Regions from separate parts of the Mus musculus genome. Here region 2 is linked to region 1. A link is a contact called in public HiChIP or PLAC-seq data. All regions are on one chromosome and are shown on one strand. The core of a region is the stretch at or near the end of the contact, and the rest is flanking DNA. Distances in the headings are between cores, read along the strand shown.

Region 1 (6,920 bases), core at 3,170-5,669:
ACATATGGCATACAACTGTACACATGCACATCTGCATACATAAATTATTATATGTGTGCACACATATTGAATGCACGTTTTGAGGCAATTAAAATGGCCTACAATCATTTAGGCATATTGTTAAGTTTTAGGCTAGGGGTTGGCAGAAGATAGTTAGCTAAGGTTTCTGTTGCTGTGAAGAGACACCATGAACAAATCAACTCTTATAAAGGCAAACTTTAATTGAGGCTAGCTTACAGTTCAGAGCTTCAGGCCATTATCATCATGGTGGGAAGCATGGCAGTGTGTAGGTAGGCAAGCATGGCGCTAGAGAGGAGCTGAGAGCACTACATCTTGATTCCAAGGCAACCAGGAGAAGGTTCCTTTTTGCAGGCAGCTAGGATGAGGGTCTCATTCCACACTGGGTGGACTCTGAGCGCTGGAGGAGACCTCTAAAACCCACCCCACAGTGACACACTTTCTCCAACAAGGCCACATCTCCTCCAGTAAGGCCACACCTCCTAATATTAGTACTTCCCATGTACCAAGCATATTCAAACCACCATAATAAGTGAAGATTGGAAAAGAAATGACAGCTAGGGCTGGAGAGATAGCTCAGTGGTTAAGAGCACTTCCAGAGGTTCTGAGTTCAAATCCCAGCAACCACATGGTTGCTCACAACCATTCGTAATGAGATCTGATGCCCTCTTCTGGTACAGCTACAGTGTACTTAGATACAACAATAAATAAATCTTTAGAAGGAAGAGAAGAAGAAAAAGGGGAGGGGAGGAAGAAGAAGAGGAGAAGGAGGAGGAGGAATGCCAGCTAAACATAAAGAAACACTAATTTGGGTCCAGTGGATCTTGATGCTGAAAGAAAAAAGACAAAACTTACTAAAGGAAAAGTGTTTTCTATGGTGGTAACTGAGCCCTTGAGGAAGAGCAAGTGGTAATTGTGTTTTGAAGTGTAAGAATTGCTGACACTTTGAAGGGACCTAGAGCCCAGACCTCAGAGCATGGAGTTGTTCTAATGCAGCTGACAGTGAGTAGGGCGCGGTCTGGAGTTGCTCAGTGCTTTATTTCGAGGTTGTATTGTAAGTGTGGTTTTGAGTTGTGCCATCTCACTGGCCATGAAATGCCTGCTTAAGGCTCTTACTGGAAGCCTTCCTTCTACTTTAAACACCACCCCCTTGGCTGCTCCCAAGTCTCAGCTCTGTGGGGTTCTACTTAGGATGTGAATCTGTTTGCAGACATCACTGTGTGGTTTATAAGCTGGTCTGTTGTCTGCATACAATGGTACATGCATTCTGTTCCATTTAGTGAGTTAGTGACAGCGTTGGGGAGTTTTAGTTTTAGTGTCTCACACCTGGTATTGTGAGCTATTTCCTGTTTGTCACTTCCTCATCTCAGAGATGATCTTTTGTTATTCCAGTTTTGTCTCTGCATAATCTTGTTCTATTTTCTTTTGTTATTCTTTCATTGGTACCCTAGAGGTTTATCAGTGCATAATGGACTCCTGGTTTATTACCATGTAATGTAAATTGCTCTGTCTGCTTCTTCATAGACTATGAGTGCTGAGACCGTAGGGCACATTCATTTTATAACCTTCCCACTTTTTATACTGTTGTGATGGATTTTAATGGAACTACTCAGACTTGAAGTTATTGCTGCTTTAGTCATCCACTACTCATTAGGACTCACTCCTTAATTCTCCAGTGGTCCCTACCCCCAACCCTGGCCTTTGCTCCCTATTGAGAGAAGGTTTCTTTCTCTAGCACAGGCTGGACTCAAACTCATGGCAACCCTTCTGAGTACTGCCTTACAGTGGGCACCCAGCTGGGCTTGTCTGTGTCTGAGTCCCATGTTAGGATCATATAGTGCGTTGTTAAACTGTGTATACTATGTTGGTGTGTGTGTGTGTGTGCACTAGTGCCTGTGAGTGCTTGTATGTGTGTCTGTACCTCTATGCCTGTATGTCTTGTGTATGCCTGTGTGTATGTGCCTGTGTGTGCCTCTGTGTATATGTGTCTGTCTGAATGTGCATATCTATGTGTATCTGTTTGTGTGTGCATGTTTATGTGCCTCTGTGTGTCTGCTGTAAGCAGATTATTTTATTTACCACATTTGCTCACTTTGCTCCTTCTGTTGAGAAGTCATGGGCCAGGGTTGTGCATGTACTCTTGGGATCTTAGCGGTTTGGCTGTGAGTTTGAGGGTTGCTGTTCCTTGTTTCTCCCATGTGAGGTTTGCAGCCCTCATAAGTCTGTATGCCGAGTCTCTCATTGACTTTGGAAAGTGTACAACCATTAGCTTTTTGTGCATTGCTTCTATCGTGTGCTCTGCTCTTGTGCGGGGTTAGCGTGCAGGATGCTTAATCTTTGTTTCTGGTCCTTCTTTCTCTCTCTGTTGAAGCCTGAAACTGTCTACTTATTTCTGCTCCCATCTCTTCTCAGCACCAACCTACGTGAGTTTTAGACCTAATCCTGAGCTCTAGTGTCCGTTGTATGGTTTGAGTCTAGATTTAATGTGATTTTTTTTTTTAAGATAGAAATCAGATGCTGAGATTCCCCATCTTGTCATCTATTTTGGGTCACAGTTATGTTAGAGTTCCCATGTGGTAATTAATACACTAGAGCTGTTTCTCTTGGGTTTTTCTCTAGTTGTGTGACAGCCAGGTGTCAGGTATAAATAAAGATGAGAGGGTCCGTTGTCCTTGACTTCATGGAGTCCAAGCTGGCTTGAGATAACATTACAAAATATCTGAAGGTTGTTTTGCTGACTCCTGGTTTGCCCCTCCAGACTTTCTGAGTAGCAGCCCACCAGGGGTCACTGTGGACACCTCAGGATCCCCCTCTTCTCTTTGGCACCTTGAAACCAGCAAAACATTTCTGTGGCTTCCTTGTCCCTCTGTGTGGGGTGCTGCTGTGTGGCTTTTTAGCCCCTTGCACTGTGTCACTTAAGTTTGTCAAATATGTCTGGGAACACTGCTGAATGCTGAGGTCACCTCTCTGCAACTCCCTTTTTCAGGACACGTGGCAGCTCTGAACTCCAGCTTTTCCCTGCAGTCCTTTGAACTTGCTGGCGCTCTGAGGACTCCTGCCCCTGGCAGCTGCCAGCCTTGCCCTGCCTCCCACTGGACTTGGCCCCGCACTTCCCCTTGCTGAGCTTGCTTTGTATCCTTTCACTGCGATGAGCCATGAGTGTGAGCTCTGCTGTGCGCACTCCCCTCAGCCCACTGCTCAGGGGCTTTTGGGGTGCCCTGTTTGCCCATTGGAGTTTCTGTTATGTTTGGTTATCACAGAAGTGGAGTGATTTGCTGAGACTAATTGGAGCTAGATCGTATTGTACAATTGTAGCTCAGAACTGCCCAAGGTTTGATGGTTCTGACCGAAGGTCTCTAAATCCCACAGTCTCCATTGCACCTGAAGTCCTCTGAGTGCACAAGTGACACTCAGTCTGTTTGCAGTGTTGTGCCTCCGTGATGACGCGATGACAGTGACCTGGCCATCGGCACTCTCCTGGGAGGACTGGCTCAGGGCCATTTAATAGCTACAGCTTCATGCCTCTTGCCACCAATCAGACATTAGCAATTCCTTTCTCTTTTTCCAAATAGATATTCTTTGGTTAGCTGTATTGTATAGTAGCTTAGCCTACCTCCTCTTCTGTGTATGCATGTGTTTGCATGTGCTTGTAAGTCTCTATACAATAGTGATTTCAGAATGACACACAAGTATTCCTATGAAAGGAAAGGTGGTTTTGAGTATGTGAGGTGATATCTGTGACGGCTCTTCCTAAGTTATAAAGTACACAGAGCACATACGGAAGCTCAATAAAAGAAAATGAATTGCTGTGATTGGCCTTGTGCCCAAAACCCTTTCCAGTAAAGCGGGATAGTGGGGTGGGGTGAGAGGAATACTCATGGTCCTGGTAGCCTGCTTGCTTTCTGTTGAAAGGCGCAGGCTGCTCAGTGGGAACTGAGGTGGAGTGTTGGCAATATCGAGCAGAAGAGTTAGGATACCCTGGCAGGTAGACAGACAACAGCACAGCAGGCTCTGTTCCCTGCCACATGACCAGAGACAGGCCGTAGAGTGGGGCCTCTGAAGAGAAGAGTCTGGGCCCTTATGGAAATGGGGGTCTCTATTCATGACTGTTGGGAATGGAAGTAGGAAGTGGTCTCAGCACAAGCCCCAGCTGGACTCTGATTCTCAGGAAGGAAGTAGCTGTGTTTTAGTAAGGTGCCTGTTGGTGTCTAAGAGGGGAGGGAGGCTGCTGTAGGTGGGATGCTAGCATCAATTCTTACATTCATTCAGAGTTTGGCCAGCATTTACTGAGGCAGCTGAGATGTGTTGCTAGGCTTTTTGGGTCCACAGGAGGTGTTTAGCCAGCCAGGCCACATTCTTGACCTTTGGTATTGAGAAAACAGGCATGGAGTCAGATGGAATGTTTGTGCAGGGCGCAGAGGAAGCATGCAGAGAGGAAACACATGCCAAGGTGTCTGGGAGAGCTGAGGGTGAGGCCAAGCTGCACTTTTGAAAGAAACATGAGCCACTGGGGGACAGGGAGAAAGTGAGAAATACACCTTGTGTGGAGAAAACAAGTGTGGTCAGAGCTTGTCACGGAACAGGTGGGGTTTGACATGGTCTGGAGACTGGCTGCCTTTCTTCTGGAGAAGTCTGAGTTGAGTGACTTTCTAAATGGATGGATTTCAGAATACAGAAGAAGAGATTTAGTGGGGAAAACCATGTGTTCCCAACATGCAGTATTTGTGGTACGTGTGAGTTATCCATGTGATGTCTTTGGCAAGTCCATGTGTATACAAGAGGCTCTTGGGAAGCCAGGCTCTGTGTTTGCATTTGGAAGAGATGAGTGCACATTAAAATGAGCGGGCGCATTCAGAGGGCATGTGCAGATGGAGAGCTGGGACCAGGAGCATCTTGGTGGGTGAGCACGTTGAGGCACAGGAGTGCATGCTCACCACTGGCAGCCACAGGAAGAGAGAAGCGGGCCAGAGGCGGCCAGTGAAATAATGGCAGTGTGATTCGTACTGCAAGGGCTAGCTGTGTGCAGAATGGAGGGTTGTGTACCTTCCCTTCCCTCCCTCCCTCCCTCCCTCCCTCCCTCCCTCCCTCCCTCCCTCATGCCTTGTTCATAGACACTTCTGTTCTCTGCTTTCTCACCTGTGTGTGCCTTCCCTGGCACACTCAGTCCTGATAATGTCCCACTGTGAGCACTGATGGCCCTGCCCCAGTGTGAGAAGGAAGGACTCCAGAGGCTGAGCCCAGGAGTGGATTCTCAGGAACCACCGAGGGCTTCGGGCGTTGCCTGAGCGCTGTGGCCTCGTTTCCTACCCTTTCTGTTCTCTTAACAGAGCAGGTGACGCTGTCACTGTGAGCAGTTAGTGGTGAATACACCAGGCTTGTTCATGACAAATGGAGGTGCGACCCACGACCTGCCAGGACTGAGAGGCCTCTGCTGCAGCCTTGCCTGCCTCTCGCTGTGCCATGCCACAGCTCGCCCTTTCCATCTGAGGCTCCCAAGTCCTTGCTGTCTTATAGGCTGCAGGGCCTTACACAAGCACCCCTCTAGTTCGGTCTATCATTGGGGTACAGCTTTAAGAAGGCTGGCCTTCAAACCTTTTCTGACGTTCCAGTTGATGAACTTGGGACTCCGCCTTCACACACACATCCTTATTCTGAGCCGAGGATCCTTCAAACAAACTGGATTGCTCTGGCTGCTTTTCTTCCAGTTTCTTAAACTGGCTGCTTTAGCTCCTGAGCACCGTCCCCTGTCCATGCGCCTCTGCCCTCACCTCCCTGGGGCTCCTGTTCTCTGCCCTCCAGCCTTGTCTGCTAGCACTGCCAAGCGTCTCTCCTGTCCTCACATCTGCAACCAGAACTAAGCAGGCTGGTGCCCACAGGTTGTCTGCTTTCCTCTGTCTCAGCCTCTTAGGAGTCTCTTGGTTCTCTCAGGAGAATGTGATTAAACACTGAAGTGGAGGGGGAATGGCTTATTACATTTCAAAAGAAAAAAGATAGTAACAGTCATTTCCAAAACAATCAATCTTCTTTAACAATCTTTCTGTCCAGTAAGACCTAGCTATCAGGTTAATAACTACTTATTTAAATTTCATGGTGAAAATTGGGATTTGTCCTTGTAAATGTTAGGGCTATCAAGTCTTGCTCATTTTCTAAGCCCGTCAGTATCTTTATCTGGACTATAGAATGAGGTGAACTTCTAAGAGAAAGCCAATTGTGTCAGAGGAAAATGGCTCGCAGCCCCTCTCCCCGCAAAGAGAAAGCTCACTGGAGGAATAAAGTGCCCCTCAGATGAGGTCTACCTTCTTCTCTCAGAACTGTAACTGGGGAGCCAGTGCTGGCCCAGGCTTTGTCTCAGCTGTGGGTTCTTCCATCTCCAGAGCTGACTGACCTGCGTTTCTCCTTATTTGAACAGATTTTTTTTCTCTTTTGTCTGATTTTATTGCTATTAGTTGCTTCATCTCTGAGAAATCTTTTTGTAGAAGTGGCCTATGAGCCAACATACATATGAAATTCAAGGTGGTTTGCTCAGGGCTTCAGTGTGTGACTTGTTCCTGCAGTGTCTGCGTGGTGTGAGTGTGTCAGTTCCCACCCACTGAGAGCAGGAGTGGAGGAGCGTTCTCCCCTCATACACCGCGTGAAGGAAAGCTTACAGGCACTTGGAGCCTTACCAAGCGCTCACCCGCTATCCCAGTGGGAAACAGTCCCAGGAGGCGGGTGTAGACTACTCACCCTGCTTCACTCTTACTCCGGATCCACGGACACTGTGGGGATGTGGCTGTGACCATCTCACAGCAGCTAATCACTCTGTACACTTGACTGGTTCTAACTCGTTCCTCCACTATGCCGGGTGGGTACCACAGCTTCTCACACAGCGCATTGGAATTACCTGTTGCCTAATTTACAGG
Region 2 (6,920 bases), core at 2,317-4,816, 220 kb before region 1:
ACATCATGCTCATGAAGGGCCTGGCTCCCTGAGGCTGGATGACAGTGTTTTTCTTGCCTGGCTCAGCGCAGCATCTCCCATACCCTCTGGGATGCAGGTGCCCAAAAGAGACAGCTGGTCCTCTGCTTTTTTTTTTTTTTTTTTTTTTTTTTTTTTTTTACAGCTGATCACAAGGCCGGGTGGGAGCATTCTCCATTAGATCTGTTGTTAAATCCTCCCTTGAAGATGAACGTTTTCCCTGATAGTCTCCTTAGGCTTCACACTAGCTGCCTCAGACAACAGACCCCAGAGGTGCTGGTTAGTTTTGGTCAACTGGATACAAGATAGGATCATCTGGGAAGAGGGGTGCTCCATTGAGAAAACACTTTCATTTGATTGGTCTGTAGGTCTGTGGTACATTTTCTTTATTAAAGATTGATGTGGGAAGGCCCCACCCACTATGGGCGGGGCCATCCCTGGACCCTGGTGGTCCTGTGTGGTATAAGAAAGCAGGCCGAATAAGCCATGGAGAGCAAACCAGAAAGCAGCCTCTGCATCAGTTCCTGCCCTGAGTTCTCACCCTGACTTCTCTCAGTGATGGACTTAGAAGTCACATAAGTCCTTTCTTCCCCAACTTGCTTTTGGTCATGGTGTTTATTACAGCAAACCAGGACCCTAGGGTTATCCTTCCTAATCAGCTTGGAGGTTTGAATTAGAAATGGACCCTCTCGGACGGGCGTGGTGGAGCACGCCTTTAATCCCAGCACTTGGGGGGCAGAGGCAGGTGGATTTCTGAGTTCGAGGCCAGCCTGGTCTACAAAGTGAGTTCCAGGACAGCCAGGGCTATACAGAGAAACCCTGTCTCAAAAAATCAGAACAAAAATGGACCCTCTCAGTTACTGAACAGTGATGGCACAATTTCTCTGTCTCTCTGGGGTGGAGACCTTTCTCAACTACCTGGTTCTTTGGGTGGCAGTGTCTAGCAGAGGCAGCCTTGGTGTGAAGGGGACCAGCTTTTCTACCTCATGATGCACACGTAGTACGACGGCCGTAGGAAACACGGAAGCTATACGATGCTGTGGGATGCGGCTTCCAGGCTGCTGGAGTTGCAGACTTTCTCTCTTACATTGTATATGTTGTCACCATTTTGCTTTTATATTAAAAACATGTATGTAATCAAGGGAAAATGACTTAGAGAATTGGGGCGGGGGACCATACTACATCATATAACTTATCTGTGACCTTGCTTTCATGCATTTTCCATTTATAATATAGGAAAATATATTCATGCACTGGATGTTTTAAAGTTGTTGTTTTGTTTTTTGTTGTTTTGTTTTGTTTTGTTTTTTTCCAGCAAAACCAGAAACATTCTCTATTGGCTACTCTATAACTTTTCACCCTATAGTTCATACACGGATGATTTTCCCCCTAGGTTAACACTGACTTACTCTTGCTAGTAATTGGTAAACTCGACCGGATGATTCTGGTCCATGCAGTACTGGCCAGGGCTGGAGTCCCTGAGGAATTTGACTTGGGAGCCAGAGGCTTCAAGATGCCTCATTGGCTGTTACCAGTTTTTAAAATTGTTGCCTTGCTGATTTCTTGCAGGGACAGGATTTTATTACTAGTCAAATAATTGATTTGTCTGGTTTTCCTGACAGCAGCAGAACTGGGGATCTGGTGTCTCCTGTCTCCTCCTCCTGATGCTGGTATTGAGACAGCAGACAGGTTACTAGGTTACTAGGTTACTAGGTTATTCCCTACCCTCACCTCCTCACCCCCAACCCCCCCCCCCCCCCAAGTCACCTTCCTGCAGGTCCTGCAGAGACAGGGCTGCTCAGGATTCATTCTGATGAACCTATTAGCCTTGCCTACATATGTACAGAGTTTGATCAGGACAGAGACGAGCCTTAGAGTACACAGCTGCTTTAAACAGAGCCATGTCACGTTTTTCGTCTCTTCTTCAAGTAGTGAACAGAAAGCTGGCACACGCAGGACAGACAGTCGTAGCTAGGGTTGGGAGGACGATCCGTTCTGTTCAGAGGAGCTGTGGTGGTAACTCGGGAAGAAAGCCAGACGCCCACAAAAGAGCTAGGAAAATGAACCAGACCTTAATTCCCAAATGGCAGGGAAATAGAAATATCCCCCAAAGCTAAATGGGCCACTTTCTCTGGTGGCTAACCAGATTCCACGCTGATCCTGTCTAGAGGGAGCTAACAGGAACAGGTGTGGCCTCCAGCCTTCCTTAACGTCTCTGGGTTCCATGTCTGCTTGTCATGGCCAGAGTCCTGGAATCTCATATTTTGCCTTGAGTCAGAAAATTTACATTTTCAACAATTCTAATGCTGGCCCAGTGACCACACTGAAGAACGGTTAACCTGGGTGGGGAGAGATGGCTCAGTGGTTAAGAGTATTTGTTGTTTTTGCAGAGGGCCTGGGTTTGGTTCCCAGCACTGTGTGTTGGCTTACAACCACCCTTAACTCCAGTTCCAGGGGATCTGATGCCCTCTCTGACCTCTGAGGGTACCAGGCATGCACACAGGTTTTTGTTTTTGTTTTTTGTCTTTTTCTAAATAGCACAGGCTCCTTGGAGGACTCAGCAGTAGCACTTGTGGGTGTTATGAGCAGCATAGGCTCCTTGGAGGACTCAGCATTAGCACCATGGGTGTTGTGAACAGCACAGGCTCCTTGGAGGACTCAGCATTAGCACCATGGGTGTTGTGAACAGCACAGGCTCCTTGGAGGACTTAGCATTAGCACCCCGGGTGTTGTGAGCAACATAGGCTGTTTGCAGACACTAAGCCATTCATGATAGGGATTGGATTGAACTATCCCTAGAAAGGGGGATCCACCAGGGCTCCTGGCATGAAGGGATTAGTGTGTCAGTACAGGTCAGTACTGTGTTTACTAGAACTTTCTTATGGATACAGGGTGGGGGCTGTTTTGTTTTGTGAAAGAGACTCCTGGGTAGCCCAGGCTAGCCTAGAATTCCCAATCCTACCTCGTCCTGGCATGTCCCACCATGTCCAGTTGCATAATCTTTTTCTTTTTTTCTTGGCTTTTATAGAAGCTATAAACATTCAGAATTCAGGGAAGCACAGTCTTTACAGTTGGGGGACGAGGAAGTAAGTGAGAGGAAGGTAGCCTCTGTACTTCCTGGTGAGTTTATTAAGGAAGTGAACCAGACTTCGTGGACTTGACCTTAAGCCTCTGTTAGAGGAAGTTTGTGACTGCGTTTAAAGATCGTTAATGTTTAAACACCGACTCAAAGGTGTCTGATTTAAGTGTTCACTTCCGTCTTCTATCTGGAAAGCAGTTATGGAAGATAGCCATATCAGTAAAACTGTGTTTACAGGAAAGGCCAACTGTGGGCTGTGGACCGCAGTTTGCTGATCTCTGACTCAGGGGCAGCTTGAGACCGGGCACAATGTTTTTAAACTCAAAAGCAAAGCGGTGGCCTCGGTCCTCGCAGACCTGGGTGCTGTGCAGGGTTGCTTATCACAGTGGCTTTTGAACTAGCAGCTCTCCAGCCTGCTGGCTGGGTTTAGGTGGAGCCCATCCTGTGGGTAGGACAGAGGTGTGGCCTGTTTGGTAACTTTGTTCCCTAGGCTGGGTGTCTGCCATGTGATAGCACCACAGCCAAGAGCAGCTTGCAGAGGAGAGGTTTTATTTGACTTACAGGTTACAGTCAATCCCTGAAGGAGGCCAGAGCAGGAACTCAAGCAGAGACCGCATTGTATTGCGGATCGGAACACTGCTTACTGGCTTGCTTTCCATGACTTGCTCGGTTTGCTTTTTGATACAAGCCAGGACCACTTGCCTAACAGTAGTACCACCCACAGGGCTGGGCTGAGCTCCCACATCCATCGCCCCCCCCCCCAGGATGACATTATTTTATTATACACAGAATACCCTGAAGACTCTACCCCAGAATCTGTGGAAATAATAATTCAGTGAGGTTGCAAGATATAAAATCAGCTTATAAAGTACAATTAGTTGTTTTTACATAAAATAAGAATGAAATTCCAAGAAAAACTATTTAAATATACCATCTTTTATAATAGTATCAAAGTTTAAAAAAAACACTTAGGAATATACTTAAACGAGTAAATGAAAGAATAATATAATCTATAAAGCACCAGCGAATCAGTAATGGAGAAAATGTACCAGAGCCTGGCTCGGGCCAATCTGAAGGAGGCATTGCTCTTAATTGGTTCCTCTTCCCAGATGGCCAGAGCTTGTGCAAGCAGACAAAACACTGCCGGGCAAGCATGGCTATCCAGACTCTTCCTATCTGATCGCTCACATGTATTTGGCTATGTGATTAAAAATTCTGTGCAAAAGGAAAAAATATTATTTTTGAGACAGGGTTTCTCTGTGTAAACTTGAATGTCCTGGAATTTGCTCTGCTCTGTAGACCAGGCTGGCCTTGAGCTCCCAGAGTTCCACCTGCCTCTGCCTTCCAAGGACTGTGAATAAAGATGTATACCACTACCACTTGGCTTAAAAAAGGAAAAGCTTTATAAAGTGCCAATGAATTTGATAGGTCATTTACTGTCATCCCCCCCTCTTTTTCTCTATCTCTCTTTGTCTGTCTCTGTTTGTCTCTCTCTGTCTCATTATACCTGGCCAGGGGTCATACACCTTTAAGGCTACTACTTGGGAGACAAGAGGAGGCAGATCTCGCTGAGTTTGAGGCCAGCCTGGTCTACGGATCAAGTTCGAGGACAGTCTGCACTACATAGAAAGACCCTGTCAAGCAACAATAATAAACAAAACAAACAAAACCACCACAACAAAAGTTACCATGGAAGATATCTGTTTACCACCCAGTGAGCTGAGCCCCTAACCCAGGGCAGGGCCTTGGTTGTGCTAAACCCAGACTACCATTGACCTACACTCTCAGGAGCCTTTCTATTTTCTAAAACAAGGGAGAAAAAATTTCGGCATAGCATAGTGGCTACTGATGTCTGTAATCTCAGCACTGAGGAGGCTGCAGCAGGAGGATGACAGGGGATTCAAAGCCAGCTTGAGCTACAGAGTGCGACCCTATCTTTAAAAACAAGCAAAATTACCTTTTAAGCAAGTATTGGCTTTAACCAGCCGGTTATCATTTTAAAACACAGTTAGTTGGTAGCTGAAAATCCAGAGTGGTTTTTCATGGTCTTTCTGTTTTGTAGAGACTTTTTATCCAGTTGTGCAGGCTGGGACTGGAGGCTTGGGAGCTTGAGGCCAGCCTGGTCTACACAGTGGACCCATTCTCCCACTCCCACCACCAAAGTCAGAGACTTTTAACACTAATGGTTATTGCGTTTTCCTCAGGAGAGCCTGGGGCAGGGAGGTTTGCAAGGTTTAGATGGTTTAGATTTTGTCAAGTCTAAGGGTGGGGGAAGAAAAGCTGCAGCCCTCATCCATCTTGGCCACTTCTCTCCATTTCTGTCCCTCAGTCACCCAGCTATGTGGCCTTGCCAGCCCACGTTGGCTCTCCCGCACGGCTGTTTTCCTACCTGAGGTCCTTGCTCCCGTCAGCAGGCTGGTCATCCCTGGCTTTACAGTGTGCAAACCTTCCCAGGCGGTCACGCTCTGAGCCACACTGAGCAGTTCCTTTTTCTGAGGTCACACTCACAACCACGCTCTAGTGATGTCTGTCAGCTCCATTGGACTCAAAAGAGAACAGCCAGCAGGACACTGCAGTAGAGAAGACTTGGGGTTTGTCACCGACCGGTCCCTTGAAATGAGTCCCTTTCTGTCCCTGTAACCAAAGCTCTGGATGGAATTGACTTAGGAAGAGGCTCATTTTGACTCCTGGTTTCCTAGGATTTTTTTCGGGCTCTCATGGGTCCTACCCCATCTTCGCCTGACTGACATCTGCCTCCCATCCCTGTCCCTCTCTCTTGTGATGTACACGGAGCAGCTCACACTCATTTCCAGCATGGCATTCTTGCTCTGCTTCCAAAGGCTGTCCTGGGATGGCAGCTATTCTGTGAGGGCAGATGGCCAAAGCCTCCCTTTCCTAGGCCAACTTAAAGCGCTCTCTGGAAACCTTGAAAAATGTCGGAAGGTCTCACGTGATATGGAAACAAGGTTCCCTATTCCTGCTTGCAAGCATGAACAATCTCAAGTTATACTGGAGATAGGAATGCTAAGCTATGCCCACTACACAGAGAGCAAGTTGGGTTGAAGAGATATGGTTCTATGATGAGGACTCCAGTTTATTGTGTCTGGGTCCCTGTGTGGTGCCAATCTACAAACCTCACCCTGGAGTGCTGGCTCACCATTCAGGCACCTAGACCTTTGGCTTTGAGCACTGTGGTATATCCTCTTCATGAATGGTTGTGTGTGTGTGTGTGTGTGTGTGTGTGTGTGTGTGTGTGTGTGAGAGAGAGAGAGAGAGAGAGAGAGAGAGAGAGAGAGAGAGCTCACATGGTTGCCTTCCTGTGGATACTGAAGATGGATGTGGTCTGCTTCGGGGATGCTAGGCTTAGTGTGGAAACTCATGCGTTTTTTATTTGGCAGGTTCTCGGCCCTGGTTCTAAGATGATGGGATTGGGGAATGGGCGTCGCAGCATGAAGTCTCCGCCCCTTATCCTGGCTGCCCTGGTGGCCTGTGTTATTGTGCTAGGCTTCAACTACTGGATTGCTAGCTCGAGAAGCGTGGAACTCCAGGTATGTTGTGTCTTTAGAGTGTACGAACCACTGAGTGTTCAAACCAGCTGAGGCACCATGCCATGGGTCCCCTGTGTATTGTCAGCCGGTACCCTGGGTTCCAACACCGTGTGCTAGCGGTGTTTTAGCTCTCCACACCAGCCCCCTCCCCGAAGCAGGTCCCTCCCTCCAGCCCAGCACCACTTCCTCTGTGACTACTGAGTTGCGCTTTGCTTTCCATTGAGCGTTTAGGGCAGACGGGAATGTTGGCTGGCAGAGGTGAACTGGACACTGCC

Evidence for each region. HiChIP or PLAC-seq counts read pairs in DNA pulled down with a chosen protein or histone mark.
Region 2: a contact with region 1 is called in a FOXA1 HiChIP or PLAC-seq map of pancreatic cancer cells. The contact joins two enhancer-like sites. A contact is called at or near these places in 2 of 115 datasets of contacts at active chromatin or transcription factors (memory CD8 T cells and pancreatic cancer cells) and 1 of 9 other capture datasets (adipose tissue).

What each region holds. Positions count from the first base shown.
Region 1 is chr13:59,450,765-59,457,684 of GRCm38.p6, reverse strand. The region is part of intron 25 of Agtpbp1 (ATP/GTP binding protein 1); the gene reads left to right. Among named protein-coding and RNA genes, the nearest start is that of Gm34788, 37 kb to the right of the region's middle. Within about 2 kb of position 4,419, at least 50 of the 459 cell types and tissues checked have an H3K27ac peak or open chromatin away from gene starts, as enhancers often do. A contact at or near this core is called in pancreatic cancer cells, where this site is marked.
Region 2 is chr13:59,665,252-59,672,171 of GRCm38.p6, reverse strand. It overlaps Golm1 (golgi membrane protein 1), which reads left to right. Exons shown (of 10, transcript NM_001035122.2): 2 at 6,496-6,645. The coding sequence starts at 6,517. Among named protein-coding and RNA genes, the nearest start is that of Golm1, 7.1 kb to the left of the region's middle. Within about 2 kb of position 3,566, at least 170 of the 459 cell types and tissues checked have an H3K27ac peak or open chromatin away from gene starts, as enhancers often do. A contact at or near this core is called in pancreatic cancer cells, where this site is marked.